2 separate regions of the Columba livia genome follow, and region 1 is linked to region 2. Evidence: chromatin contacts called from public Hi-C data. All regions are on one chromosome and are shown on one strand. Each heading gives the region's core, a stretch centred on a gene start, on an enhancer-like site or on the middle of the called end of the contact. The rest is flanking DNA. Distances are from core to core; before and after follow the strand shown. Region 1 has its middle 34 kb from the start of SLC16A1. Region 2 holds the start of TAFA3 (TAFA chemokine like family member 3).

What was found. Hi-C and Micro-C count contacts between places; a contact is called where the count stands out from the background.
Region 1: a Hi-C map of liver shows a contact between it and region 2, with 1.8 times the contacts expected there. The contact joins the enhancer-like site here to the promoter of TAFA3 in region 2. A contact is called at or near these places in 2 of 2 Hi-C or Micro-C datasets (crop and liver).

What each region holds. Positions count from the first base shown.
Region 1 is chr22:4,713,245-4,715,944 of bColLiv1.pat.W.v2, reverse strand. No RefSeq gene overlaps it. Among named protein-coding and RNA genes, the nearest start is that of SLC16A1, 34 kb to the left of the region's middle. Within about 2 kb of position 1,449, at least 1 of the 3 cell types and tissues checked has an H3K27ac peak away from gene starts, as active enhancers do.
Region 2 is chr22:4,653,413-4,656,228 of bColLiv1.pat.W.v2, reverse strand. It overlaps TAFA3 (TAFA chemokine like family member 3), which reads right to left and starts at 1,559. Exons shown (of 6, transcript XM_065038743.1): 1 at 1,352-1,559. LOC110364646 (a long non-coding RNA gene) reads right to left here. Exons shown (of 3, transcript XR_002423564.2): 3 at 2,537-2,816.

The DNA of each region.
Region 1 (2,700 bases), core at 200-2,699, 60 kb before region 2:
TAAACTGTAACAGGGTTTGTTACTCTGCTAATGCACCATATATATATATATATATAAAGCTATTAAAATCAACTGCAAGGTATAATGACCTGCTTGTTCCCCAACTGAAGCTCCTTGGCCATTTCATAACCAACTTTATTTCTCAACAGAGGAGGAAAATACCCTAATTCCACAAGGTTGGGAAGTTATCCCCACCCTGCCTCAAGCCCCATCTGTTGGGGGGTGACCCCAGATTCTCCCCTATGGTTACTGGGGGGTGGAGGTGGCTGGTGCCCATCACCAGAGGAGCTCCTCTGATGTGTGATCTCCATCACAGGCAGCACTGGGGATGAAGGTATCAGAAGTTAACTTGAAGTTCAAAAGACCTCAAGAGATTCAATTTATTCTGCGTATTAACAAAGTGTCCTGGCGGAAAGAGCGTAATTGGCTTTTCCAGTGCCCTGCACCAAGCTGGGTGTCCTGGGTGGCACTGGGATGGGGGGAGAACCAGCCACAAAACCCAGGATCCCCCTAGCAGGTCTCCTTGCTCTGGGCACCAGAGAAGGTTTCTCCCAAGACTTGCTCCTGGCTGGCTCTGAAATGCCCAGTTTTAGCTGCATAACCACCTGTCTTGCACTAAGAAAGGATTTCTACTCTTTAAAAGTAGCTTTGTTGATTGTTTTTTTGCTTTCTTCAAATCAAAGCTCTGAGACGATTAATCACTGCCCAGCTCCTGCCGGTGCATTTAAGTGCTCAGCTTGAAACAGAGATCAGTAACAGGAATTAATCTTTCTGTAACAAGGTCTTCAAAATAACCATCGGTGTCCTGCAGCCGCTCTGAAAGGCTTGTTCTGCCACCTGCAAACTGAAGGGACCCTGCACAGGCAGCAAGAAACAGCAGGGACACATCTGCAACTCCTGCTCCCACCCCTTGCCATGGCCAGATGTGATTTGGGGCACAGGTGGGGAAGATGATGAAGAGAGCATCCCCAACCCTTCCAGACACCCCATTTGCACCATGCCCCTCACCAACATACCAGAGAGAAACCAACCCCACAGCCCAGTGGTGACCCCCAGTTATTCTCACAGAGTCAACATCTGGCAATATCTAATGAAACTCAGATCATTAATGACATCCATGCAACACTTACAGTTAAAGGGCATTTCCCACAGCTGTTTATATTGCAGCAAAGGCATGTGCAACCTTTCTCTGATATCCCCAGAGCTTAACTACGGTAACTGTGTTCAATGAGGAATATTTAAATCAACTCCTTTCCATCCCTCCCCTCCGCTTTCTTTTTTAGTTCACAGACCATGAAGGAAACAGATGGGAGTTGAAAAGAGATTGAAAATGACAAAGGAAGTCTGGAGACATTTATTTCCACTCAGAACAAATTAATTAGGATGTCTGGGGACACCTGATTAAAGTTTCTGACAGGGTACAGGAGCTAAAGCACCATTCCCTCTCTGTGCAGGGAATTCAACAAGAGCCAAGGGGACCCCAGACCTGGGAAGCCACCACCCTCTCTGCCATCTGAGTTTCCAAAGCACCTAAAGGTTTGTATCCCCCCCCCCCGAGGTGTAAGCTTTTCAACTGGGTTATTCTGAGTTTTCTTGCCTGTATTATTTAGAAAGAAAAAAGTGCTTTCAAGTTTTTCCTCTTTCTTTTTTGATATTGGGTTTTCTCACTTTCTTCCTCTCATTTATTTTGCATTACCGCCAAAGGGAAAGTGGGAGAGAAGTGCCAAGAAATGAGGTGTTAGAGAACAAAACCTGCAGCCAGAGGTAACAGCGGCTGAGAAAAAGGCTGTGCTGGGGCTGGGAAGAGCCTGAACGACTCATTTGTGTCTTGAAGTCTTTCCACCTCAGATGAGTTCCCTTCCCAGTCAATTCAAGCCTCTTTTGGGGCTGAGCAGATTTGGCCATCAGAAGCTATTTGCAGCCCCTGAGGACAAAGCCAGGTGGAGGATGCACAAAGCCAGAAGCCACAGGAATGACAAAAGCCAGGGGAAATCAGCAACTTGGTGCCACTTTCATGGCCACGATGGTGTTTTCCCATTCCTCATGGAAAGCTGTTCCAGTAGATAAAGAGCATGAAGCTGCTGGATTCTTTCTTCCTCTCCTATTTTGTGAAAATGCCCTTTGGGCACCACATTGTCTAAGTGGAAATGTGCCTATTTTTCCCTCCTATTGCACCTAGTAACAGATCTGGCACCACCTCCATCTGCCTGTACGCATTGCAAAGGAAGAACACGCTAAATTATCAAATCCCATAACTTCTGTAGCCTCTGCTGTTAGATAGCAATGTAGATATGGAAAGCGTAAGGGAATCACAAATGGAATAATGATTTCTTCAAAAGGATGTAATTTAGAAACAGCTTTTCTATTTCCACTTTATTGGTTATTTTTAGTTGAGCAGCTGTTCTTCTGGTGTTGATATAAAACCTATTTCTTTCATTCCTAAAGAAAGAAATTCTTTATTCTCGTGGCTATAGAATTCAACTTTGGAGGTCACTTATTGTTTCCAAGTTCTATGCCCTCTGGAAGGAATCTATATTCTTCTCATATGGTTCCTGGGCATGAAAGCAATCTCTAAATACTTGGAGGATAAAATGAGGTCAAACCTGCAATTCCACGCAGCTGCTGCCGAGTGAAACCAGCGCCCCGACCTGCCGCTTTGTTTCTGTCAAAGCAGTTTAGAAAACAGAGGTGGCAAATTAT
Region 2 (2,816 bases), core at 310-2,809:
CTGGCATTTTGAAGGTCAGGTCTGCTGACAGATCAAACTTTAGACTCATCCAGTGCCAGGAACCTCTCTCTGGCAGAGCGTGGCCATCATCAGGGGTGTTGAAACCCAAAGTCAACAGCAGCTCAGTCAGTCTTATCAGTGAAGAAGAGCAGAGGACTTGACAGCTCAAACTCTTTTCCCAGGAGATACAACAGCTCACCTGGGCAGTATCTTTGCTGGCGTGTGGGTGTCCCAGCACAGATGAGCTCTTCCAGGGTGAGGGGACCTGCACATTGAATAGCCCCTCAAGCGTCACGCGGCATCAAAATGGATGGCTAATGGTAGGAGGAGACTCCTGCTCAACACCATGGCATGGAACTGCTCCTGCTGCCCTCCAGAACACAACTGGCACGACTCATGCTTTCCTGAGCCTCCCCTGGCTGGTGAGGGGGACACCTGGCCCATGCAAGCTGCTCCCCACCCTGCACCCCACGAGCCACCAGCACATCAGCTCCCATTCCCCACTGCAGCCTGGCCCTGGCCAGAACCAAACCCACCTCAGCTGAAGGAGTTCCAGCAGAGAGGAACAAAGCAGAGGAAGGCTGAAGCCCACATGGCATCCCATTCTGCCTGAAGCTTTGGCTGCAGGGACCAGCTTGCCCCAAAGGCAGGCAGCGCTTGGTCTTGATTTCCCCTTCCAGGGTGAAGAAGCATTTTTGGCTGCTGTAACCTCAGAGCTCGCCAGCAAGTGCTTTGCCTCCCAAAACCACAAGCGGCTTTGCAGAGCTGGTGGAATAATTTCACCAGGGGTAAACTGCACCCTTGGCTAGAGCTCACCCCCGCAGCAGTACCCTGCCAGACCCAGACCCCTCTTGGGGCGAGCACCCACTCCCATGGCCACTGCCCCCCGCGCAGGGCAGCCAGGGGCCGGAGGTGACCCCTTCTTTTGGAGTCATCTGTAACGGAGCGCACCGCAGAAGCTGGTACGGACAAACTTACTGCCAATACCCACCCGAGCCCCGCACTATGCCGCGGGCCGCCGGGGGACCGGCGCAGCGCGGGGAGTCGGAATACTCGCACGGCCCCGGGGGGCGACACGGGACCGGGACACGCTGCACCCGGGCCCGGAGCGCGCTCCGCTGCGGAGCCCGGACCGGTGTCCCCGATGCTCACGGTCACGCCGAGCCCGGTGGCTCCCCCGCCGGTAACGGCGGTACCCCCGTCAGGGCTCAGCCCGCAGCGGGACCGGTGCGACATCCCCTCGCACCGCCCCAGGGACCGGGGACACCAACGGCGCTGCCGCTGCGCCGCGCTCGGCACCGACCCGGAGGTCTCGTCCCACCCCAAACTTTCGCGCCCGAACCGCACGTACCTGCCGGTGCCGTCCGTGCGGACCGGGGCCGCCGCTGCCCATGGCCGCCGTCCGGCCCTTCCGCCGGGTCAGCGCCGCGTCCGCGGGCCGCTGCGGCCGGGGGCCGCTGGCATCGCCGGGCGGCGGCGGCGCCGGCAACGCTGGGCTCGGTGCGGGGCTGGGCTGGGCGGGGGCGGCGGAGCCGAGCGGCCCCGGTGCCCGAGAAGATGCGCAGCGCCGCCTGCCGCCAACTGCCGCCCCGGGACCGGCGATCCCGGGCTCGCACCCACCCACCCGACCTCCGGTTACTCCTGGAAGGATGCTGCCCCGCCCCAATTAGCCCCGTGTTCATTAATGTAGCCAGGAGGGAGGACAGCTAATTCACCTGAAAATCAATTTTCTCCTAAAAAAGGTGTGCTGGTACTGTACGGTACGGGGACAGACAGACAGACAGACTGCCGCCCCCACTCACAGAATCACAGAATGTTAGGAATTGGAAGGGATCTTGAAATATCATCTAGCCCACTGCCCCTGCTGGACAAGGAACTCCTAGATGAGGTTACATGGGAAGACATCCAGGCAGGTTTTGAATATGTCCAAAGAAGGAGGCTCCTGCCACACTCTCCTTCTCAAAGCAGGAGCTTGGCTTTCATCTCAACACACCAAAACATGGAGCTTTTCTGGAGCCAAGAACAGCTAAAATCTCAGTACTGACCCAGACCCAGCCCTGCAGGAGACTCCCAGCCTGACACAGGGCACCCTGACACCCTTCTAGGGCTTTTGTTGTCCCAGAGAAGCTCTAGATTGGCCCAACACACCCCACCTGGGGCACCCCAAACACAGGTCTGCATGTACTGTGTGACAACTGGCAGCAACAGGCCATAAAACATCACCAAACAGCAAAAGCAAGGGTTGAATTTTCACAGCAATTGCTGTCAGGAGTTAGTCCCACAGCCTCAGGACAGCTAATACAAGAGGCTGGAATTGCATCGAACTCATTTTCTTTACTCAAAACCGATTGTGTATTGATGAAAGCGTTTGTTTTCTGCAGACAGCTCACCGTTTACTCCTGGACCTTTCACACCACTGCTCAGCTGGAAGCACTGAGTGATTTCCAAGACCAACCTGAGTTACAGGTCAATGGCAGCTGTTCAGACAAACCACACATGGGCAGTTTGCAAATCTCCCAGCTATTTTCTTCCCATGAGACCAACAAAGCCTTTGTGCACCCCCTGTCCCCACCTAGGCACCAGCCCTTGGTTTTAAAGTTTTACTCTTGGTTTTAAGAGGCCCATGATAAGAACAGATTTCTTCACTCTTTTATCTGAGGGAACTGAGCTCTTATTCCCCCTTTTTAGAGCCAAAATTGCCTTATGTAAAACTCCAATTAATCAGGCTTGGTTGCACAAAAGGAAAAAGCTTTACAAGATTAACCAAAACCCCAGTAATAAGATATTAAGGAAATACAAGCACCTCATTCTTCAAA